Regions from separate parts of the Anas platyrhynchos genome. Here region 2 is linked to region 1. The links are chromatin contacts, called in public Hi-C maps. All regions are on one chromosome and are shown on one strand. The core of a region is the stretch at or near the end of the contact, and the rest is flanking DNA. Distances in the headings are between cores, read along the strand shown. Region 1 holds the start of UVSSA (UV stimulated scaffold protein A). Region 2 overlaps CTBP1 (C-terminal binding protein 1).

Region 1 (4,701 bases), core at 1,100-3,599:
CTAGCGGTTAAGCATCTATTCTTCTCACACAGAAGGTCAGTATTTTCTTTGCAAACCAACTGGCACAAACTCTGTGACAACTTAATATCAGTGTTTATCATGTTTCTGCATCTTCAGGCCTGAAACCAAAGTTATTTTAACTCCAGATTGTTTGTAGAAAAGCTTTTTTTTTTTTTTTTTTTTTTTTTTTTTTGCCTAAGTTCCATTTTGGCAGAAGAATAAACCCTCCTTTTTAATTTCATATCATTAAGCTGAAGACAGCTATTTTAAGAGTTCAGTGGGGTTTCTTTCTGCCTGACATGCTCTGTTATTGCACAGCTGAAAACAATCCCAGGCAAAGAATCATCTAATAACATGGTGGAACTGTCTTCTACCTGGATCTTTCTTTTTTAAAAAGAATACCTGAAAATTGAATGTTACGTGAAAGTTTGAAACAATCCTTCCTAGAGCCATCATCTTGACATTTTAAATCTGGGACAGAACAGCTGGCTCTGCTTTAATGTAAGAACCTTCAGACACAAATAAGTGGTTTCAATGGATAAAATTCTGTTTGGCACTATATTTTGTCTATGTATTTAGCCAAAGATACTGGACTTGCAGAGCCAACAACCTGTCGTGATGCATGTGACGTGAAGCAGCAGACTCAGGCTTTGCTGAAATCAGGTGTAAACTGGTAGTAAGTCTCAGTGCTGAGGCTCAGAGGGGCAGCAGCTGCTCTTAGCTCCTGCCTCTGCACCCCACAGTGTCCTGCGTTCCCCTGCACCACCCTGAGCAGGGGAAAATCAAAGCAAGTGCAGAGTGGTTGGGACTTCTGCAGCAAAATGAATTCTGCAGTGGTCCAGCTCTCTTCAGTCTTTTATCAGACTGGTCCAGATGAAGGAAGCATGGAAATATTTGAATGGTGGATATTTACCATGTTCATTGAAAAGTAGATGGGAAAAGAAACTCAGCAACTCGAGCAAACACAATTTTATGTAATTGCCTGCGATCAAATAAATAAATAAATAAGCAAACAGCTTAGCTGTCGCTGGGATTTGCCTAAGGGACCACCATGAATGAGTTACACAACTCAGCATTCATTCATCAAGCGATTCTTTGCAAAAACCATATGGCTCCTTGCAGGGATTTCTTAAACATTATGCATGGATATGAAATGGTGACTTTGTAGATGTTAAGTACCTTGCTTGAGGCTCCTTTTGAAATACTGTTTCTAAACATTAAAGCAATGTTATTGTTGCAAGCAATAACCTAATAGGAAGCAGTTGTTTAGGCACTTTCAATCAAATTAAGAAACAAAATAGAAAAATAAGAAATATTGAAAGAGTAAACTGATCTAAACTTTGAAGATTAGTTGTGCCATCGTATGTGCTTTTCACACTGAAATGTAGGACATCCATTTTACTAGATGGAAGGCAACAAGGAAGGAAAAACATTATTTAAAAGTAAAATGCTATTAGTTTCATATATCAAGTCAAAAATAACAGAACCGCCGCAAAATGTATGTATGATTTCACTGTAGTAAATGTGTTTGAAAATATGAGTTCACTACTTGTACAAAGTGATCAATGATGTCTTTCCTATCCCAGAAGCCAGCTCGGAGAGCTGCAATACGAATTTCAACACACGCCTTAGTTGTGGATGAAGGGAAACACCCTTCAAACACCTGACAACATTTTCAAACGGGAATACCCATTTTAAATGCCTCCCTTCTCCAAGATGCTCAAAGTGAGCACCTGCAAGGGCTTGGTCCTTCCCGGTGTTTGGTCAGCACTTTCAGAAACGGGGGCCTGCAGAACATTTCCAGTGTGGCACCCAAAACTGAAAGGAGGACAAGTGCTGCCAGGAGCGAACCCAGGAGAGCCCCATGACCTCCAGTAACTGAGCCACGCTCGTGTGGCTGCTGGAGGGGGACACCAGAACAGGGCATCAACCCTATCACCCCTCCTCCTGCGTCTAATTTGACTCATTTCAGACTATTTTGTAACCTCTCGCTATTTGGCTCCTCCTGGCTTGTACTGAGTGTGTTCAATGCGTCATAAAAGTGTATTTTACCTCAGTTCAACCAGCCCCCTACTGCAGCAACTACGCTTACTACAGTCATTTCATGTGGTGCGATGCTAAGACTCCAGCCCAAACACCCCCAGCTCCCTCAGTCGCTCCTCACAGGACTTGTGCTCCAAGCCCTTCACCAGCTTTGTAGCCCTGATGTGGATTTTTGATCAATTCTGTGGAAACTTTGTAATTTATCCATCCACCCCCCAAAAAAATATTCAGTCGCGGTCCCTTTAAGGACCTCCCCCTCCCTCTCCTCCACCCAGCGTGACGTCACGCGCGCTGCCACCCCGTCAGCAGGGGTAGGCTCCGTGAAGAAGGAGCGCGGGCTGTACCACCCGCCGCGTTCCGGGGGGGTGGGTGCGTGAGGAAGGCACCACCCGGCGCGTTCCCCGGGGGGGGGGCGGGTTGTGAGGGGCTCTGACAGGAGCCGGGGGGCCGCGGGCGATGGCGCAGCGCCTGGCCGAGCTGGTGGAGGAGCTCACCACAGCCGGGGAGCCGCAGCTGGAGCCGGGCAGGCTGAAGGAGCTGAAGAAAATCTGCAAGTAGGAGCCGGCCTGGAAAATTAACCCCAAAAAGGCCTTTTTTGACCGAAACCCAGCAATTTATGTGGTAAATTTTGCCGCTTTTCCCCTCTTTTCAGGTCTTCGGATGACCACATCGGCCATGCCTACCACCTGCTGCTGACCAGGCTGAGGGAGCCGCACGCCCAGGTGCGCCTGTCGGCCTTCCAGGCGCTGCGGGAGCTCTTCGCCAGGTCCCACCGGTTCCGCACGCTGCTCATCGCCGACTTCCAGGAGTTCCTGGAGCTGGTGGTGGGCACCGAGCACCGGCAGCCCCTGCCGCCGCCCGCCGAGGTGGCACAGAAGCTGAGGAAGGCTGCCCTGCACTGCGTGCAGGACTGGCACGACAAGTACGGCGAGGCCTACAAGAAGCTGGCGCTGGGGTACCACTATCTGAGGCAGAACAAGAAGGTAACGCGGCGGCTTCGCCTGTGGGTGTGCTTAGGTGGTGAGTTGCTAGGTGTTTCGAGAGAGAGAATCAATAAATTGGGAAGGAAACCCTCTGGGAGCCAAGTGCTGTCTGTAGGAGGCATCCCAAATTACCCAGTCTTCATTAGACTTGTGGTGACTTACCCTCACATGAAGCAAAAACTCTCTTCTACATCTCCGCAAATTAAAGCTAGCAAATGCCTACCCCTTCGCATGAAGTGTTTTCTGAAGGCTTTTCAGAAAATGAGGTGCTATTTAGAGAAATGTAATGTCTTTGAGTTGTTACAGGTTGCCTAAAAAATCCGTGGATGCCCCACCCCTGGAGGTGTTCAAGGGCAGGCTGGATGGGGTGCTGAGCAACCTGATGCAGTGGGTGGCATCCCTGCCCATGGGAGAGGGTTGGAACTAGGTGATATTTAAGGTCCCTTCCAACCCGAGCCATTCTATACTTCTTTCCTATAACCTGCTAGCAAGATGAATGCTAGGTAGAGGAAATGTTACACAGTTCACCATCAGCACTGACATCATGTTCAGTGCTGACCAGAAACTGAACTAAGCTTTCTGGCACTACTCTCAAGGCAGATGCCCTTTTATTGAGACCCATACAGCATCCTGACTGAAGGCATTGGTTTTCCAGCATTCCTTTCCCTTTTACTTTTTTTAAAAGCTTCTCAGTTGAATATCCTATGTATGTAACTTACAGCTCAGTCACTACATTTGCCCAGATGTGTTATTAAGTATATTAAGTAATGGCCAGCTACTGGAGTTGAAGCGAAGGGCCGTCTGTCTCTGACCTCAGTTACAGAATGACAGATATACAGGGGTAAGGTACCTTTGTGGAAAGGGCTGAACTACATAAACAGGGAGGAAGAACTTTAAATAAAGTGATTAAAAACAAACTAGGACAAAACATAAAGGACACATCTACACTGGAATAGATTACCCATTGGGAGATATTCTTGTACATCTTGTGTTATGGCAAAAAGGCTTTAAAAATCCTTGCCTTGAAATTAGAGCTGGACTCAACCAACTCTTTCTCGGTGTGCATAAGTGTTGCTCACCAGTAGGCCTCCAGCCACTGATTACCACCTGAAGCCACAAAGTCCAGCCTGTTCAGAACGGAAAGGATACTTACAGCTTCATCTGACAATAAGCAGCTATTAAGTTGTCATGTGAAAGCTTAAAATATCCTTACTTCTGTCCTGAGCTGTCCTATTCCGGCTTTTTTCACAGCACAACAAAGTGTAGGTACCAGCCCTCCTCAAACACAGTGCTGGTGTGTGTAACACCAGCAGTTTAATTAAAAAGGAACTTCTCACGTAAACACTTCTAACTCTCCCTTCTAGGTTTCATATTATTGTATTTTGGTCATTCTTCTGCTTTTGTATCTATTCTAAGATGCAAGCAATGGAAATTGGGAACACTTTTTTAACATTCATGCTATCTACAATGATAACACCAGAGTTTCAGGAAGTGTATTCATTTTATTTCTTCAGAAAGATGGGTGCTGTGTGTTCTTAACAGATAAAGAAAACTTTGTGATAAGCAATGTGTCTGCTGTTCTGTTTCCATATTAAGCTAATAACTTACTTGTATTTATTGTTTGCTTTTTTTTTTCTCTGTATAATTTTTGGCATCTGATCACAAAGGGTATTTG
Region 2 (4,701 bases), core at 696-3,195, 280 kb before region 1:
ACACTTTCCATTCATTGCAGCCTGGCCAATATACTAAAAACACTCTTAAATGTGCTCAGTTTCCTTTTGAATCACTCAGGAATCACATAGCGAGCATCGTCATATTACAAATACTTTATGAGATAAAATCCTCCATAAATGACAATTCATATTTAGCCACAGTCCTTACACAAACAGACAGCAGGACATTTGTAAACTGCCAATTCCTTTTAAACTGCAGCCAACTGCACACCTCTGAGTTTTTTTCCTGCTCTGAAAGACTTTTATTACATGCGACTCTTCTGGGCACAAGGGGTGGCTAAAAACCTTCCTGAGCACTGCAAGAAGAGAGCAGTTCAAAAAGCGTCCACCTTCAAGGCAACTTTACCTTAGGAGCATATATAACTGCTATGAATATTCATGAGACTTGGGTGCTTCCGAGGAGAGGTAAATTCAGAAATACAAAATATTAAATGAACTTCTTGGTCTGTGATACAGGAAGGATGCACAAAATGCACTCTCCATACAGTTGCAGGAATGCAAAAACGACCCAAGCCTATTTCAGACATAACGAGATTTATATAAGGCTCTTGCAAAGCCCATTCTTCACTCCAGTCAAACCAGCAGCATGAAGAGAGACACACCAGAAACTCCTGGGTCTCCTGGTAGTCAGACTCAGCAACTTCCCCCCAGTGTCCTAGTTTGCAGGGCCTCTGATCCTGACCTCGACTCGAACCTGGTCCAAGCACAACAATATAGGAGCTGCAGTCGTCAATGATCTCCACCCAGCCCCTGGGCAAAGAGCCTGCCTCTATTCTGGTATTACAGTTTTATTAAATGCCCTCAGTACCGTGGAAATGTTGATGAGGTGCCTGTAGACTTCCATGGAAATAAGAAGTGCTCACACTTAGCAGCTCTTTGCAACAGCTGTGGGGAATCTGGGCAATTTTTAATCCCTCCTGGAGATCTCTGATACATGGTTTGCTTTGTGGAGCGTGCCTTTTTGTTGGATCTCCTGGTGAGCACATCAGATGAGCTCGTAGGACTGCTAGGGGTGCCACATTTATTGCATGGCAATGCCACCCAGCTCAAAGCTCACTGTCTGACGTGCTGATCGGTGCCTTGGCCAGCGTCTAGTCAGGATGTGGAACCAGTGAGACAACACAGCAGGTGAGGAAAGACAAACTGAGTGATGAATGCTGATTATGATGCACTGTCAAATTGATCTGGAAGAATTTCACCTCTTCTGAGTGAGGAAATGCATTAGCTATTAGTCACCAGCATTTGTAACTGGGAAGGAAGAGGAAGGGAGTGTGATTTCACAGCCTTCGCTGCTGCAAAATCATCCTTACAGCAGAACCAGCTCCAGCTATCAACTCATCCAAGTACTTACATGCTGCTGCTCATAAATATTGTTTTAAAAAAATCTAAAAAACACACAACAAAAATACCTACAACCTATCTGCCTAGATAAAAGGTGAAGAGGTAGCATTTTTTTCAGCACAGGGCTTCCTATCCAAGCTTGCAAAGCTTGTGACGCATCGCTTGAAATATAGGGCACTGGGTAGTAATAAAGACTAAAAGTGACAAAGACAGCTGTTTGATGATGTGATATTATTATTTATGTTAGGCTTACAGAATCACACACTTCAGAAGGACAGAAAGAAACACAGGCTCTGCCCTGAGGAACCCAGAGGCTAACCAAACAACGGAACAATGACGGATGGTATCCAACAAGCACATGAAGGGGGCATTATGTAGTTGAGTCTTTGCTTATCTCCAGTACAAGCAGAGGATGAGAGATGGGGTTAACTTTAAAGGAGGAGCACTGAGTAATGGGATTAAGCAGGATAGACCAAGTGTCAAAGCAGGAATATGCATGAGAGGAGGCAAAGAAAAGAGAGTGGGTGATGGAAAGAAAAAGGCAAGTGAGTCATGAAGCTTGGCTAGACCAGTGGATAAGGAAGTGAGTAGTTGGAGCTTTGGAGCGAATGACGTAGTCGTTCCCTAGCACAGAGATAGGCAAGAGCTGGGATGCTTATCTTTGGCTAAAAATAAAAATAAAAACTACAAAAAATGCCCAGGAACAGATGTGAAGGTCTGGACTGAGGTGCTGCAGCAGCAAAATGATGCAATTTATGCAACCCATTGCCGAAGAGACGACAAGTTTAAGACAAGAGCACAAAATAGCTGGGGCTGAGATAAGGGATGATCTCAGAAGTGTGTAAACACAAAAGGACACTACACAAAGCTGGAGGAAAGCAGCAGGACTTAGGAACAAAAGATGAGAACAGTTTTGTATGTGCTACATTCACTTCATAGCCTCTTACTGGTTCAGCTGCTCTGATGCTGACACATCCTAATAAGACAATTACAAATTGAGGCAAAACTAAATATGTGGGAAGAGGCCACTAGTAGAGAAACATAACCTAAGGGCAACAGTCTGTTGAACATGGCTGTAAATACACATTTTAGATTAAAACTAGAGATAGCTACCCTCTTGTAGTGATCTGGAACAGGGAAGGGAGTATGTCAAAGTCTAAGCATCTCAAGTGCCCAAATGCTAAACCTAGCATAGCTGTGTTTCCACGTCTTCTAAGACTGCTTCTAAGACTTCTTCATAAATACCCATCTATATTGGAGTTTGTTAGAACAGGAGCTCAGTCACAACGCTGGGCATATTCACATACATGTGCAAAACCAAGCAGTGGATATGTTCAAAACTTTAAAATACTCACTTTAAAAGCTGTGAACATTCCATTGTAGGAAAAGAAATAGGAACAATCAAAGACTGCAGAAAATTGCTGGTTAATAACTGCAACAGAAGTGTACCTTTAAAATCAGAATTTACCAGCCTTTTACTATGCCACGCACACAAAAGGCATCTTTAAAAAAAAACAAACACCAACAAACAGAAACAAAACAAAAGCAATAAAAAACCCTTAGCACCTCATGCAGCATTACATACATACTGGCAATCTGATTATCCAAATTGTTTCTCTATACTTTCCAGTCATTCGCAACAAAAACAGCACACAGAAAACTCATTTAAGAAATTCAGTAATAAATGAAGGCTTTTTTCTCAGCTCAGCCTGGAATTAAAGCGTAACACAATAAACACAATGCCAACAGGACAGATGTCTCCAGCAAATTAGCACATAGCATGTAAGCGAAGACTTAAGGTTCAAAAACTTGATGCATATTTCCATTTTTAAAACACGGCAGGTGATTTGTCTATTATTTATGTACAGATGCTGTGACTGTGAGTGCAATAATCATGTTTAAATGAGGTGCATTAATACACGGGTATAGATTTGAGCAAGCAACTTCATGACTATCTCCTTGAAAGTCACATTTTAAAGGCTGTTCTTTAAGTGTGAAGACGCTTTCTATTGCCTTGTGCACTCGTTCAAATGAGTGGTACGTAACGCCAAGCATTTTTGGATTCCAAAAAGTAAGAGTTCATGGCTTGAAATATCTGACAGCAATGTGTAACTGGAACAGTCATTAAAGTATGATGCCCTGTTGTCAAAATCGTATTATTAATTCCTGCAGATGAATACCACAGCAATCACATCCACAGTCCATCAGATCTTTGATAAGACAAGCACATGACTGAATAATTTTTATATAGAAACTGACTTGCTTGTTTTTCTTCTCTGCGTCTGCAACAGACAGCAATTAATTCGTCTCAAGCAAGCTTGTCCATCTGTTAGATGCCGAAACACATTTAGGGACATTCAGAGAGGTAAGTAGGTGATTTTATTAGGTCTGGAAGCATTTCAAACTTTCTTGCATTTATTTTTCCTCTCATTTGAGCTGAAATACAGATTCAAATGCAGCCCAACCAAATGCAAGAAGTAACTGCTCTGCAGACTGTTCCTGCAGCAAGCACTTTTCAGACATATTAAAAACAGCAAAAGGAAAACAGCACAAACAGAACCAGATATGACAACAAACGATGAATAGAACAAATACAGGTGACAATGGGTTGGTGTAGCAGGATCCTTGTTCTGGAAAAGGGAAGCGATGGAGTCTTACAAGCAGCGTGCCTGACACCAGCAAAAAGATGTCCAGAAGCTCAAAGAACTGAGGAATATCAACAGCAAAAATTGCAAAAATAGTTGTCTGAGGGAAATGATGATGCCTACAGGGAAAACATTTGAGATATATAAACACCAGGAACGAAGTGGTATTATACAGAATGCTTGGCATGGAAAGGAGTGAACTAGTGTTGTTTTAACAGCTCAAATCCTCGTAATTTTTTTAAAGCAATAGGAGGCGAGGAGCATTAAACCACCTCACCAGCCAACATACCTAATCCAATAATGCCCAAGGTCTCCCCTCTGATCCTGGCAGCTCCGGAAGCCACTTCCCGAATCTGTTCGACGCTTTGTACTCTCGTGCCTTCTCGCAGAGCCTGGTGAAGCCAGGTGGTTCGTCTGTACAGGTTCAGAATGTGGCACATGGTAGAATCCGCCGTCTCTTCTACTGAGGCAGCTGGCACATTACACACTGCAATCCCTGCAAAGAATGGGTGGAAAGGATACCAGGTTGCCAAGTAATTCTCACTTCTTCCTATTTGATGGCCGTTCAGGAGCATGATGTTTACATTTACAGGTATTTCTATACCAAATTTCTGACTGCAATCCCTGACACAATACATGACAAACCAGTTCATAAAGACTTGCAAAGGTTTTGTTCTGATTTTTTTTTTAAAAC

The links. A called contact is a pair of places that touch in the nucleus more often than the background predicts.
Region 2: a contact with region 1 is called in a Hi-C map of subcutaneous adipose tissue, with 1.9 times the contacts expected there. The contact joins the enhancer-like site here to the promoter of UVSSA in region 1. A contact is called at or near these places in 3 of 8 Hi-C or Micro-C datasets (liver, skeletal muscle and subcutaneous adipose tissue).

The regions. Positions count from the first base shown.
Region 1 is chr4:72,720,789-72,725,489 of IASCAAS_PekinDuck_T2T, reverse strand. It overlaps UVSSA (UV stimulated scaffold protein A), which reads left to right and starts at 2,349. Exons shown (of 13, transcript XM_027455708.3): 1 at 2,349-2,597; 2 at 2,696-3,026. The coding sequence starts at 2,500.
Region 2 is chr4:72,995,460-73,000,160 of IASCAAS_PekinDuck_T2T, reverse strand. CTBP1 (C-terminal binding protein 1) reads right to left here. Exons shown (of 10, transcript XM_072037854.1): 5 at 4,297-4,503. Among named protein-coding and RNA genes, the nearest start is that of SPON2, 140 kb to the left of the region's middle. Within about 2 kb of position 1,945, at least 7 of the 8 cell types and tissues checked have an H3K27ac peak or open chromatin away from gene starts, as enhancers often do. A contact at or near this core is called in subcutaneous adipose tissue, where this site is marked.